Linked DNA regions of Mus musculus: region 2 is linked to region 1. Evidence: chromatin contacts called from public ChIA-PET data. All regions are on one chromosome and are shown on one strand. The core of a region is the stretch at or near the end of the contact, and the rest is flanking DNA. Distances in the headings are between cores, read along the strand shown. Region 1 overlaps Abcc4 (ATP-binding cassette, sub-family C (CFTR/MRP), member 4). Region 2 overlaps Dzip1 (DAZ interacting protein 1).

Region 1 (7,239 bases), core at 1,524-4,023:
TGGCTTGCCTCCCCTGGCTTGCTCAGCCTGCTCTTTTATAGAACCAAGACTACCAGCCCAGAGATAGTCCCACCCACAAGGGGCCTTTCCCCCTTGATCACTAATTGAGAAAATGCCTTACAGTTGGATCTCATGGAGGCATTTCCTCAACTGAAGCTCCTTTCTCTGTGATAACTCCAGCTGTGTCGACTTGACACAAAACTAGCCAGTACAACAGCTCTGAGGCAGAGAGACTAAATGGGACTGGCATGGGCTTTAGAAACCTCAAAATCCATTCCTAGCGGCACACATCCTCACCCTTCTTTAATAGATCCATTAACCGGAGACCAGTTATTCAAAAGTATGAGCTGATAGGGGCATCCTCACACATAGCATCACGTACATGAGCCTCTCCTGACCTGGAGATACGAGAAGGTAAAGTCAACTCTCTCACGGGCTTAGAGGCACAGTGCAGAGCCACCTGAGTGACACCAGTGTGATCAGGAGACGGAAAGGGAGGGATGTAGATTATGCCTGTGGCAGAATTTCTGGGTCAGGACAGAAAGGGAGGTGGAGCAGGTTAGGATTGGTGAGCTGTATTCTTGTAAGCTATGGGGAGAGCCCCGTTTGCCTAGCATCTGGCTCTGGGACGATTCACAGAGGGATGCTGCTTTGGGGTGGGCAGGCCGTGTTGAATCAGGGCAGTAGTCTGGTTCTGCGCCTTGTGGGTTTGTAGCTATCCAAGGCACGTTCCTGTTGGATATTCACCGTCTCCAAGAGCTGGCTAGCTCCACTGTGGTCGGCCTCTCCCCAGCTGGAGAAGGATTTAAGATACTAGAACATCAGCATGTGTAGAAGACAGAAATAATGAGTGGAATAATGTTCTTGCTGCATAAGGATTGGCAGGGCAGCCTGATGGCCTGGGCAGAGGAGAAAGTTGCTTGGGCAGAAATGTGGAGCAGGCATCTCTGGGTTCAGCTGGAACTAGGAGGAAGGTGAGGGGAGCCCATGATGCCTAGTCAGGGCTCACCTCTAACTCTCCCATGCACTTGAAGAAAGTTCACCAAAAGGCTCACGGCCTTCCTTTGTGTAGGGCTTTGATGGCACAGCCGTGAGGCTGCCCAAGGGCCTAAACTCATAACTGGATGGAAGCAGGGGCCAGGGACATTATCTGGAGCCCCGCCCTCCCCCAAGCTAAGTTCACTGTGCTGCCATTGCAGGAAGCCTGTGACGTCACCCCAGACAGAGCTGTCACAAAAGGGAAAGGCCCAGACTTACTGTATGGACTGCCGGTTTAGAGACTTTGCTAAAGATTTGGCTTCCTTTTGTGGAGATGCCAAGTAACTCTGGACCTGGCTTTGCATACGGTGCTTTTTGGATTCGGAGAAAAATCAGTTGCCATAGATACATACTTTTGTATGCTTTTATAACGAAATGTCTTTTTCACTCCTGTGTTACTTGAAGACATTAACTTAGTAGGGTTTCAAGGTATGTGTGTGTGTGTGTGTGTGTGTGTGTGTGAGAGAGAGAGAGAGAGAGAGATTAAGAGGGAGTTTGTGGTTTTAAGTAGCAAGAATTTAGGTTGCCTAGGCACATGGTTTCTTTTATGCTAGAAGCTTTGGAAAACAAAACTGTCAGAAATGATTAGTCCCCTCATGGAGTTTGTAGCTCATGAAAAGCGGGGAGGACTGGGTTAGATTTCGTGCTGGTTCTGGAACTTGTGGTCACTTAAACACAGAATATGCAGGAAAGTACCTCCGCATCTCAGGCCTGTGGAAGTTTTTTTTGGGGGGGGGGCACGATAGAGGTGGGGGGGTGAGACAGGATTTCTTTTTGTAGCTCTGGTTGCCTAGAACTTACAGAGATCCTGTTGAGTGGTGGGATTAAAAGTGTGTGCCAAGGGGCCTGGCCAGTGAGAGTTGTCCATAAGACACCACAGCAGAATAGATTACATTGCTTGGGAAAGTTGTAGATAGATTTTTATCTTTGAATAATAGACTATTGCAAATGCGTCATACCCAAAGTGGTGGCTGTTCAGCAAATGGCCTGAGACCTTTCCTGCAAGGAGTTACTTCATATACTTGAGACATGCTTGCATGCATTTGCTAATTTAGATGTTTCATGGATGCAGTTGATGGATGCAGTTGGTAGGTAGAGGCATACAAGCAGTGTTCTCGGGTGAGAGGAAAAACCTCGATAGAGGTCGGCCTCGTTTTTCAAGCTATCATGGAAGGCCTTGAAAACTTCGGCTCCCTTCTTCCAGTTGCGTGTGCTGTCTTGTTCCGTGATGTCCCTCTGCTTCTGTTAGAACCAATGCCTGCTGTATACATAGGAACATAAACTTGAGTAAACCAGATGGTTCCAGTTCAAAGCAGAGCTTCTCAAGGTATTTATGAGAGCCATTACAAGTCATTGTCTCCTTACTGATAAATTTGGGTAATCAGGGTAATATTAATAAACACAGACTGCTCATCTGCTGAGGGCTAAAGGAATGCAAATAGTTTTGAGGATTTGTAGGCTAAAAATCTCTTACAATGAGCTGTGGTCTGGAAGAATAAGCAACCTTTATATAGTGGGAGTGGGTGGGTGGTATGCAGGGATGGGTGGGGGGGCTATAAGAGCCAACAGCCAATACTGCATCTGCTTTCTTGTGCCCCCCACCTTTCAGGCCAGTATCTCAGTGCTGTGGCCTTGGTGGCCTTTGGTGATTTGTTTACAGCCGGGTGTGTGACTCAGGGTGGTAGACGCTGTTTTAGAGAGAGCTCAGCCAATCCCTATCAGATTGCACATGAGATCTGCCCGCAGCTGTCTCCAGATTTATTTGCTTGCTTCTCTTCAACCACAGACACACGCTAACCTCAGCCTAGGTCTCGAGAAGCGGAGGTGACTGGTCCTTTCTGGTCGGGTCCTTCCTCCCCCTGTATTTTTTGTTTATTCTCTGGTGAAACAGACCCAGAGGAACTTTGGTGGTGCCTCTGCCTCGAGACTCCCTGCTTCGGATGTGGCTCATAGACCCAGAGAATGGCTGCTCCCTGCGTCCTGGGAGAAGTGTGGACTCTCCAGCTCCTTCAATAGTGCGCCGACCCAGAGCCATCCATGAGGTCTCTGGGGAACGGAAGTGCCGGGGACTGGGGGGAGAAAGAACCCAGACCCACTACCATTGTTGTCTGTCTAGATAAAGCTGGTCGGTGCCTTATTCTGAGGACAGGAAGAGGAAGGGTAGAGGTGTGCTCATGAGATGGATTTCTAAGTCTTCTTTGCCTGGAGATCTCACCTAGCAGCAAGTGTGCTCAGAAGACGTTGGGTGGTTAGTCCAGAAATCAGGAGATAGAAAAGGCGGCTTCAGGTGCTTAGCTGAGCTCAGTGGAGGCTGTGGCTTGCCTATACGTCTATCTTAGATCACAATGCTAACTGAAAGATGGAAGGCATATAGCCATCTCTTGATGAGTGACATACAGTAATAGATGTGTTACCACAAATGACACCAGGATTAGCACTTGGGTTACTGGCCTCATAGAAAGCCCAAGGCTTATTGCATGCCTAATGTGAAGACCATACAAATGTGGATTTTCTCCCAATCTTCCCTTCTCCTTCATGTCTTCTTTTTTGGCCGTGGAAATGACAAGTATGTATGCAGTAGAGTGAACAGAACAGTCTAACCAAGTCCCAAGCAGCCTCCTCTGAGCTTCAGCCATGATCAGCTCCCAGCCAATCTCATCTGCTCTCTACCCCACTCTCTTCCCCACTCGGAGACTCGTACACTTGTGTGTTCTTGGTTGCAAGCACGTTTCCTTGCTTTTGATTTGTAAAGGGACGCTAGAACCTTGATTTGTTAAAGTTGTTATGCGCTTGCCGTAATCTCACGAGTATTCTAGGGGATGCTTAATTATGACCGTATAGGCACTGTTAAATCAACCGTGAACACCACGCCGTCTGTCTTGTCACTTTCTGTGTGTCTGTATGAGTTTGTGGGTGCACATCTGTGCATGTGAGTGTATGAGCAGGCCAGATGTTGACGTTAGGTGTCTTCCTCAATCCCTATCCACCTTAGTTTTTGAGATAGTGTCTCTCACTGAACCTGGAACAAACAACAAATTCAGCTGGAGAGCAGTCCAGCCATCCTCAGGGTTTCTTTCGCCTCTGTCTCCTCAGCAATGGGATTATTGGTACGTGATGCTGTGTATGATGTGTGTGTGTGTGTGTGTGTGTGTGTGTGTGTGTGGTCAGAGGACAACTGGGAGGAGTTGTGCGTCCCTCCACCACGTGAGTCCAAGGGATTAAATCCGGTTGTCAGGCTTGCTGGCAGGTGTCTTTGCTTGCCGAGCCATCTTGCTGGCACAGGTTGGACCATCTATGACTAACCACACACCTCCGTGCGGCTTTCTCACCTGTACAACCTGCCGTTCTCTGAGTCTTGATCTCAGACCCACAGACTGGAAGCCCAGCAACAGGGATCTGGCTTTACAGCTCGTGGGCTGCACAGATGTTTTCTTGTAGCTTAAAATTCAAGGTCTGAATGTTAGAGAGTGTAGCAGCAAAGGAGGAGGGAGATTTCAAACCATGCCTTTTCTTTCTGGTGCTGGCAGCAGAAGTGCTGAGGGGGCAGTGATGGCTGGTGGGCACTGTGCTGAGCCCTGCAGTCTCATATTGGACTGAGGTGCATATGGTGAAGCCCTGATGGAAGAAGCCATCCGAGTGGAGATGCTGACATCTTCACTGTCAGAAGGCCATCAGTGTCTTGAGAAGTTAGTGGGAAGTCAAGAGTTCCCAGAGTTGATCAGAACTTCACAGGGTCCCGACTCAGACTGCTTCAAGCCTGTAAGATTGGGGTTCCTAGGACACTCACTTCTGACACAGTGAATATAAATTCAGGACCTCCTATGACCCGCTTGGGCTTAATAGCAATGTCTCACAGGACTCAGGAAAGTGCTATACACAGAACTATGATTTTTCTACAGCATGTACATACTGGTTGAAATCAGTCAGGATCCCAAAAGCACAGCTTTCTGGTCCTATCCCATGAGCTGGGATTTGCCACTTTCTGGACATGCTAATGGCTGGCACATTGTCTTATAATGATACCCAGAGTGTTGGCAACCGAGAAAGCTCATAAAAGCCTCACCTGTTGGGCTTGCTTTCTGCAGGTGGCATTGATGTGCGTGGGTCATGAGATCCATCTCAGACTTTCTGCCCTCTAAGCCCCAGAGTCTAGGCAAAGTCCATGCCTGTCAATACATGATTCGTCCATCCGGGGCAGTTTCCATCGTTGGTTTTATGTAGTATAAACTTTCCAGGGGACCTAATGTGAGTCACCTTGTTAGCATAAACCATCAGACCCTGTGACCTGGGAAATTCCCAAGACTTAGAAAAGCTAGGGTCAAAGTCCAGCCAAAGTCACCATTGCATGAGTCCCCTCCCTCCCACCACTGCTATCTAGATCCTTCTACACAGCACCCCCCCCCCACCAGTCCTCTCCACTGACTTGGAGAGCATTCTAGAGTCAGGTTGGGAAAGCTAGGGACACAATCCTGAACAGCCACAGAGTTCAGGAGGCAAATGCTGGTTCAGAGCCCCTGGCCAAAGGGTTGATGCTCCATCTCCTGGTGGAAGAAGGCACTCTGGCTATACAAGCACGACTTGTAGCTCAATCTCCCACTGTCTGGATGAGCACCTGCAGCGTATCACACATGAGCTGCATGGCCCTGGGCAAACCACCTTCCGTGTGCCACTTTCCCTCTTTATGGATATATGAACAATAGCGTTCAATCAAGTTTCCTGTAGCTGTCCTATGAAGTGACAACACAGTTGATGGTTTAAGACCATAGAGATTCTACACAGTTCTGAAGACCAGGGGTCTACAGTCGGGGCATAGGCAGGCCTAGCTCCCTCTGGAGACACCACAGGAGAATTTTCCTGACTGAGTACCTACAGCTTCTGGCACTGGTGATTGTTGGCTTGTGACTGCAGCCTTCAGCCTCTTCAGACAGCCATATTGTAGTAGTGAGTTGGGCTACACCTCTTTGGCTCCCGGCAGATCGTATGCATGCACGCATGCATGCATGCACCCGCCCAGGACCTATCCAGGTTTTTCAAGTGGAAGACACACATATATGCCAGTTAATTTTAAAATGCCTTGGCTACCTCAAAGGCTGGGCACTCCTTCTCCTGCTACCCCATGCCCAATTGGGGAAGTAGCCAGCGGCACTTTATTCTTATATGGCTCATTGGTTTTATCTCTTGTGGCTCTTACCTCCATCCATATCCCACAACTTCATGGTGATCTCTCCTCCCCTCCCCCTCCTTCCCCCCATGGCATCTTAGCCCTCACAACTCTAAGGGTCTCGCCCTGTTTCCCTCTTCCCAGCCACTGGCTGTTGACATCTTTATTGTTTGATCAAAAACATATCAGAGACAAGGACCTTTAGTGTTTGGACGCACAGATCCCCTATTAAATCAAAACACCAGAAACAATCTCCAACAGCCAGCTGAGCCCCTCCCCCCACCATCGATAGCATTTACACCGTGCCTGGTATTTTTGTGAACAACACCTACATTCCCCATGAATCCAGTAATGGAGGGGCTTGCTGGAGAGCCAAGTCAGAGGTCAGGGGGTCCTGAAGGAGCTGGAACTGAATCAGCCATTCAAGGAAAAAGAGCTACCTACACTCAGCGTGCATGGCTGGTGGGTGTGCAAAACCATTGCTTGGAGGATAGGTCTAGCGTTTTCTTGAAAAGGGGAACATACTCTTACATGACATAGCAGGCACTGGTATTTTAACCAAATGAGCTTAAAACCCTGCACATAGGCAATTATAGCAGCTTTATTCATGATGGCCAAATGTGGGAACAACCAGGATGCTTAGCTGGTGAATGGATACACAACTGCTAGATTCAGAGTAGGATCCAGTGATAAAGAAACACTCCACAAAAGGCCCGGGGCTACGCATTTTGAATACATGCTGCTAAGAGAGCAAGTCAGTTGGAAAAGGGGAGATCCTACAGGAGCTGACTCTGATGTTCTGGGTACAGTCAAACAAAGATGAGTGGTTGCTCAGGGTAGGGAGTAAAGGGGTGAAAAGTCCAAACACAGACTTGGGGCTGTGAAAATAATCTCGTGACTCTGCCGTGGTGGATACACATCATTAGGCGGTTGTCCGAGCTTAAGAGTCTACAGCATTCTGAAGTCAGCTGTGGAGGCTTCGAGACACACACACACACACACACACACACACACACACACACACACACACACTCACACGT
Region 2 (7,239 bases), core at 1,263-3,762, 210 kb before region 1:
AACGTGACCAAAAAAAAGGGACATACCGTCAAAGCCAAAAAGCACACAGGGTATGTGTGTTGCTGGACTTACCGACAGCAGTTTTAACACCAGTACTTCATTTATTTATGATCCTTGAAGAAAGTGGTAGGGACAGAGGAAGAACAAGGTGGCTCGATACTAGACCAGCCAACCAGCACACGCCACAGGGCATGCGAGTTTGTTTTTATAACTTTCAGCATGGTAGCTAGTCACCTTTTTAAAATAAACAGTCTCAATGATTGGTCAGGAAAATGCAGAAAAAAGATAGAAACCAAGGGCAACAGACTGGACCAAGCCCCAGGGATGAAAACGCTGCCAGAAACTGGTCCTCGGCCAGGACAGTGGAGTAGTACGCTCATGCTCTGGTAGACTGATGGCTGTCTGCAGATATGGCTCTTTTCCTATTGCAGATATGGCTCTTTTCCTATTGCAGATATGGCTCTTTTCCTATTGCAGATATGGCTCTTCTTTTCCTATTGAACTGGACTTCTTACAGGTTTTCCTCCTCTGCTCTTTGTGTTTTCCTGCGGCTGCCATACCTTACAAAGGAACCTCAAGAGGGCCACCTTTTCCTGCCTCATCTACCAGTGGTTTAAACTCTAATAATTACTGTCCTCTGCTTTGGGCTTGAACCCTTTAAGAGAATAGACGTGAGCAAGGAAGTAGCTGAAGTGGCTCTGTAGATAAAGCACTTGCCATGCAAGTGTGGGGACAGGAGTTTGGATCCCCAGAACCCACACTGTAATCCCAGCACTACTGAGGTGAACTGGGAGATGGGAGAGTCCATGGAATCTCCCTGGCCAGCAGCCCAAGGCCCGAAGCAGTAAAGAAGTGACTGAATGAAAACAAGGTGGGAGACGAGGACTGGGACCTAAACTGTCCTCTGACGACCTATGCATGCCATGCCCTCACACCTATGCTTACACATGCACACACATGTGCACATACACATACACACTCACATGAACACATATCACACACATATGTACACACACACTCACATACATACAAACACGTGACATTCACATGAACACATAAACTTACACATGCACACATGAACACCCATGCACATACACACACAGCACACATGAGCATATGCACACAATGTACACATACAGAACACACACATGCACACACATACATGCACACATTCATGCAATACATACATGCATACACATACATGTATATACATACAAACACACACATCACACACGCATGCACACACATACACATATAGCACACATGAACATATGCGCACACATACACACATTGTACACACATATGAATACCCGTGCACATACACACACAGCATACATAGACATATGCACAGATGTACATACACAGAACATATGAACACACACATGCACACACACACACACTTATACACCTATGCACACAGAACCATGCAGGAACTAAAGTGCTAATTAATCGATATTTAAGAGTTAAGAGGGTAGTAGAAGCAGAGAAAGGCAGAGAGAGGGAGAGAGTAGATAAGTAGAGGCCAGCCATGGTCATGAACACGTGGAGAGAGAGGGGAAGGGAAGAGCCCAAGAGGGCAAGGGGGAAGAAAGAGTAAGAGAGGGAGGAGAGGGCAAGCAGCCACTTTTATAGTGGGTCAGGCCTACATGGTTGTTGCCTGGTAACTATGGGGTGGAGTTTAGACAGAATGCTAACATAACCTGCATGTGCAAGGCCAAGGCCAGGTGCAGCAGCCTCAGGAATAAATGGAAACAAAGTCTGTCCTTAAGGAATTTGCAGTCTACAAAATAACCAAATAGTTGCCATTGTGTTATTACAAGGGAACAGATAGACTATGGTGATATGGGTTGTCAGTCTCTGGCAATTTGAGTCATGGAGGCAAAAATGAATGTGTTGGAATGGCATTCTAGGTAGGGCAGACAATGGGCAGAATATGTAGCAGGCAAACACTGACTATAGTAGTGGCACAGCTAATCACTTAGCTGAGCACAGAGCACACAGAAGAGACTTGAGGGAGATGTTGGTTCTGATTATTCAAGGAGGACTAAGCACAAGACTCCACTTGTCGAGGTGTTTCTGTGGACATGCGTAGCCTTTGGATGTCCTTGATCATGCTGGGCATGAAGGATTGGAGAGCTGGATTATGGAGACAGTGGCTTGGACAGAGTATGTCCAAAGAATCAAGGCTGGAAAGAGCAGCTTGGGCTATTGGTAACTGTGGACCTAACAGTTCTTCCCTAAGAGCTGGCTACTTACAGAAGCAGAAATGATTCAGGCAACAGCTCCACCGAGGGACATGGGTGCATGGGAGCATGCGCGACAGCTCGCTAATGCCTGGAACCTGGAGCACACTCCACGGCCTGCAGGGAACTCATCACATTAGAGTTTTTTCCAAATGACTGTTCTAGACTTCTGGAAAGCTCTGATGGTCTCTGGTCTGGTCTCAGAGGCTTCTTTGTAGCTTGTCTTGTCTGAGAGGGACTCTCAGCTTTTATTGCTTCCTGTGGTAGGAAGGTGTTATGCCCCAGCTCTGCACGAAACCCGTGAGAGCTCAAGAACTGTGGAGGCCCCTGCAATCGTGCATGCGAGCCTTTTATTTTCCAGTCAGACTTGGATCGAAAACCTTCCCACAGTGAGGGACAGGAGTGTGACCTCGAGCGTGGATGGCCTGGTGGATGGCCTGGCACTTATATACAGCATAGTTAGAGATTCTTTGACTGCTTAGGGTGACGGGGGGGAGGCGGGTGAAAGAGTGTCAGGAGGAAAAGTGCTCTGTGGTCTCTGAGCTGCAGGTGGGTGAGCTGTGTATCCTGTAAGCCAGCTTGATGGTTGCCTGTTGCCGGTGCCTCAATCCCGAATGCCGCCACGGCCCCTGCCCCAGCACCTTCCCCATGTGTCTTTCATCCCTTCCCAGGATGGGGCTTGGTTTGATAGAGCTCCTGGCAGATTTCCTTGTGCAGATGGATAAAAGTCATGTCCCTGGTAAAAGTCAACCGGGCATCGTATTTCCCAGTCTCCAACTCATGTCCTGGGTGAGATGGGATAGCTCTCTCCACTTCACCCTACTGTAAGGCCAGGCTCATCTCCAGCCTGTAGCCTCGCCCTGGGGGCTCTCTAAGACAGAGCTGGAGTTTGGGGCCTTGGATATCTGTAAGATTGTGTCTCCGTGTGACTGCTTACCCGCTCTTGCTTCACACTCGAGTTTTACTCGCTCTTTTCATCTTTGCCAGCTTCTCCTAGCCAAAAGTTAAGAGTTCCAGCAGGTGGCCAGGCATAGGTGTGTGCTATGAAGTTCTAATCCGTCCCTCTTGGACGGACGGTCTGGCTTCTACTTGGCTTTATCTCTGCTGTTGTATTTTAAACAGATGGCTCATGGGAAAGAACTTTTTAAGTTGTATCTCATGTGTCAGCGAGAGATTAAGGCATGAGAGGCTTGAGTCCTCGAAATATGTAATTTAAAAATAATTGAAGTTAATAGAGAATACCTAGAAATCGGAGAGTTCCTGAAAAAGTGGCCAGTTGTTGCCGCCTCAGCCAGGCATGGTGGACCATGCTCACAACCCAACCGTGTAGGAGGTGGAAGCAGGATCAAGGTTAAAGGTCACTGCTCACTATAAAGAGAGTTCAAGGCCAGCCTCAGCTATATAAGACCCTATCTTTAAAAATAAATAAATAAATAAATAAACTAAAATAATAAAATCAGAAGTTATTGCCTTAGTATTTCCCAATAGATCTTTGCTATTTAGGCAAAATATATCGGGGGATATGTGCATATAGTAGCTTGTATATACCTATGTATGTCTGTATAAATTATTTGGAAGCAAACAAATGTATTCGTGTAACTCCTTTTCTTCTTCATTGACAGAGCAAGTGTTCTCTTCACACATACTGGAACCAATAGAAGAACTTTCTTCAGAGGAGGAAAAAGGTAACGAAGCTTTGGGGTTTCCTTGTTCACTCGGGTCTGGACCTTGGTAGTGCATGTCTGCGCTGTATAGCGCACGGTACTGAAAGCAAGAGCCGCCTAGATGTGGATTGTGTGTTTCGACCTGTGTGATGTGCAGCATTTTGTTATTTTGGTCCCCTAATCTTCTGCTTGATTGAATTTTCTGCGGGTAAGTTAATGAGAGATTTCTTATGTCAGGAAACGGAAAAGCAGAAATCCTTTATTTTGATACAGATGGGGCTCGTGTATCGTATCCCTGACAACGTGACACCGTGTGTCCCAGAGTGGCCTCTCACAGTGTTAGCCTGAAACGAATGAGAACGTTTCCATTTCCAGATTACCGTTCTGTAGCAGTGCTGGGGCTGGAACCCAGGGCTTGCACATGCTAGACCAGGGCTCTGCCTGGGAGCCATAGCCCCCGTCCCCTAATCACTCTTAACGTCAAAAATGAACCCAGGATGTAAGCACCGGGTACGAAATAGAGCAAATAATATCCACAGTATGCGATGCGGGAGCTGTCAGAGGCCTTAGAGGAATGATTTTGCTTGCATATTTCTTTTGGCATTCCTTAAAATTACTTATATATTTTTAAAGCTTATGAAAAATTGTGTAATTATCTTTTCTTATTACAAAAATCTGTTTTTGAGGCAGGACTTTGTGTATTCCAGCTGTGCTTGAAGTCTGCTTCATCACGCCCCTCCCTCCCTCCCTCCCTCCCTCCCTCCCAAGGGTGGTGACCACCGGTGTCTGCCCCAAACACTCTGGGTTCTTTTGGGAGTGTGTTTTGTTTTGTTTTGTTTTTTTCTTGTTTTCTTTTTTCTTTTTCTAGACAGGGTCTCCTTGTATAGCTCTGGCTCAGGAAGAGAGGTGAAAAAATAAGTATTCCAATATGTAGACCTTGAAAAATGTCCTATTTTTTAATTGTGTGTGTGTGTGTGTGTGTGTGTGTGTGAAGAGTTTTCTAAAGCACTGGCAGTTAATCAGCCTCACAAATGTTGAAAGTGTAAGATTTAAGGCAACCTCTGACTTGTAATAACATTACCATATATACTTTATATTTCCAGCTGAGCGATCAAGAATAGCAAAATATTAAAACTGTGTCTTCCTGTAGGGTTTCTTTTTTTGCTATTTAATATGCAAACTAATTTGGCTAATTTTGTTTTTAGTGAAACTTAATTAATAGGTGAACATTTTGGCTCACACTTGTAATCTTACCATTCTGTCACTGGCTTTGAGGCCAGCCTGGGCTACAGTGAGACCTTGCCTTAAAAAAAAAAAAAGAAGAAGATGAAAGAAAAAAACATTAACTTAACAGAATATGACTTAGTGCTGTGATCAGATGGGTATCTGGAGAACATGTTAAGCAAGAGACATTTTGTGTAAGATCTTTCACAGATCCACGTCCCATCTGCTAAGGCAGATGAGTACTGGAAGATGGGGGCGTTTCTTGCAGCCAGCCTGAAAGAAGAAACACGTCTTGCAAGCGTGAGGAAGGCATTTGTTCAGTGCTTTTGAAGGAAATGAACCTTCTTGGAGGTAGAATCCAGAATGATAGTTTATTTGACAAACTTCTTCCAAATCTGGCTTTGGACAGTCCCTAAGGTTGTCACCTGACAGATATGGCTCTCTTTAGTCAGGTCTTAAGCTCCCTTGTACAGACTGGCCTTCATTGTGCAGGGCCATGCCTTTAGGCTCAGGTTCCAGGCTCCCTTGAAATAGACATGTTTTCCATGGGCGGTAAAGTAGACTAGAGTGAGCTGCGGCTGTCATCGCCGGGCTCTGTTCTGGTTCGGTAAAGAGGAGATACAGGCAGATTGGACATGGGAAGTAGAGTATTACCTGGCCTTTTGTTTGTTTGCTTCTTTGTTTAGCTTTTGTTTGTTTTAAATTATATGATGTTTCCCTTTCTAAGGCTTTGTTAACCTGTTTGAGGTTTGGTAAAGACTCTGAAAGGGGAGAATAAACATAAACTTTGATATATACTTAGGATTCACTAAGTTATCTCTTTAAAACTTAAAGAAAATTTAAATAAATTGGACCCTTTTTTCATCATAAAATAAATTCTAACTAATCTTAGAGACATTTTGGGAAATACTCTCACTGATAAAACAGTAAAGAAATATATATTATATCAACTACTTAACCCAGTTAACTCTAACTTAGGTAAGCAGTCAGGAGTCTGAAACCACTGAAGTTCTGGCACAGATTTAAAAGTTACAGAAGCTCAAAGACCTAGGCATTATAAAACATCCAAGACCTTAAAGTCTTTCTGACTTAAAGTTGTGAGTTTTCATTTTCCACTTGGAATGGGTTTGTATAATCCTTTTTAAATCTGCCTTCTAATAAAACCATATTTCAGGTCGAGAAAATGAGCAGAAATTAAATAAAAAGACGTCCTTAAGGAAACCGTCGAGCACCAGCCCATCCCCCCAGGAGCTGAGGACTAACCTGGAGCGGGAGCTGGGGAATAAACTAAGAAGCTTTGGGATTGGCGCGGTACGTCCTTCGCTCCCCGAGCGTTTGCTCCTTAGGCTCCCTTCTCTAAATCAGGACCCAACTCTGTACGATCTAGAGACTAGATGCTAAGAGGACTCAGGTTAGCAGAACCCTGGGTGGCATCTGCTAGAACCTGGTGCACTCCTAAGACCTTAACAAATACAAATGTGTTCATAAACGGAGGGGATAAGACTTGGAGTAAGTGTCATTATTACTTCTGTTGTATATAAAGATCAGGTGACTTGACTGGGTTCACGCAGCTAGTAAGGAGGAAGCCAGCGTGTGTGCCTGCGCGCTGTACAGTATTCTCCGTCTTCCTCCTCTGCTGGTGCTTCTTGTCTGTTGTGGGCACCAGCAGTTCCTTTGCAGACGCTCTTGAGACTAGAGTTCTGTGTTTGCTGTTCACATGGGTTTTCTGGGGTTTAGTTTTGATCAGAGCCTTAGCCATGGTTTTTCTCCTAGTGTGTGGAGACTTTTTTTTTTTTTTTGCTTGTTTCCAAGAACTGCAGGTGTGCACCCGCATGGTTGTTCAAAATTAGAAACGGTTTGACTTTATTTCCAGGTGAAGGAGTTGATATTATGGCTTGTGTGACCCAGCTTTCCCATTCATCCCATTCATTTGAAATCATGCTTTTGTCGTGTGGAAACCCTGTGTGCGTCTGGATCCGCTTAGCCCTTCAGTGGATTTCCCCTGCCTACTCATTTTTTTAAATTTTATTTATTATTATACGTACGTACACTGTTGCTGTCTGCAGACATACCAGAAGAGTGCATCAGATCCCATTACAGATGGTTGT

What was found. ChIA-PET counts read pairs in DNA pulled down with a chosen protein or histone mark.
Region 2: an RNA polymerase II ChIA-PET map of memory CD8 T cells shows a contact between it and region 1, with 38 read pairs. The contact joins two enhancer-like sites. A contact is called at or near these places in 1 of 484 Hi-C or Micro-C datasets (the G1E-ER4 cell line), 1 of 115 datasets of contacts at active chromatin or transcription factors (memory CD8 T cells) and 2 of 9 other capture datasets (adipose tissue and liver).

The regions. Positions count from the first base shown.
Region 1 is chr14:118,676,810-118,684,048 of GRCm38.p6, reverse strand. The region is part of intron 1 of Abcc4 (ATP-binding cassette, sub-family C (CFTR/MRP), member 4); the gene reads left to right. Among named protein-coding and RNA genes, the nearest start is that of Gm41247, 17 kb to the left of the region's middle. Within about 2 kb of position 2,773, at least 46 of the 459 cell types and tissues checked have an H3K27ac peak or open chromatin away from gene starts, as enhancers often do. A contact at or near this core is called in memory CD8 T cells, where this site is marked.
Region 2 is chr14:118,888,459-118,895,697 of GRCm38.p6, reverse strand. It overlaps Dzip1 (DAZ interacting protein 1), which reads left to right. Exons shown (of 22, transcript NM_025943.3): 14 at 3,866-3,928; 15 at 6,306-6,442. Among named protein-coding and RNA genes, the nearest start is that of Dzip1, 33 kb to the left of the region's middle. Within about 2 kb of position 2,512, at least 20 of the 459 cell types and tissues checked have an H3K27ac peak or open chromatin away from gene starts, as enhancers often do. A contact at or near this core is called in memory CD8 T cells, where this site is marked.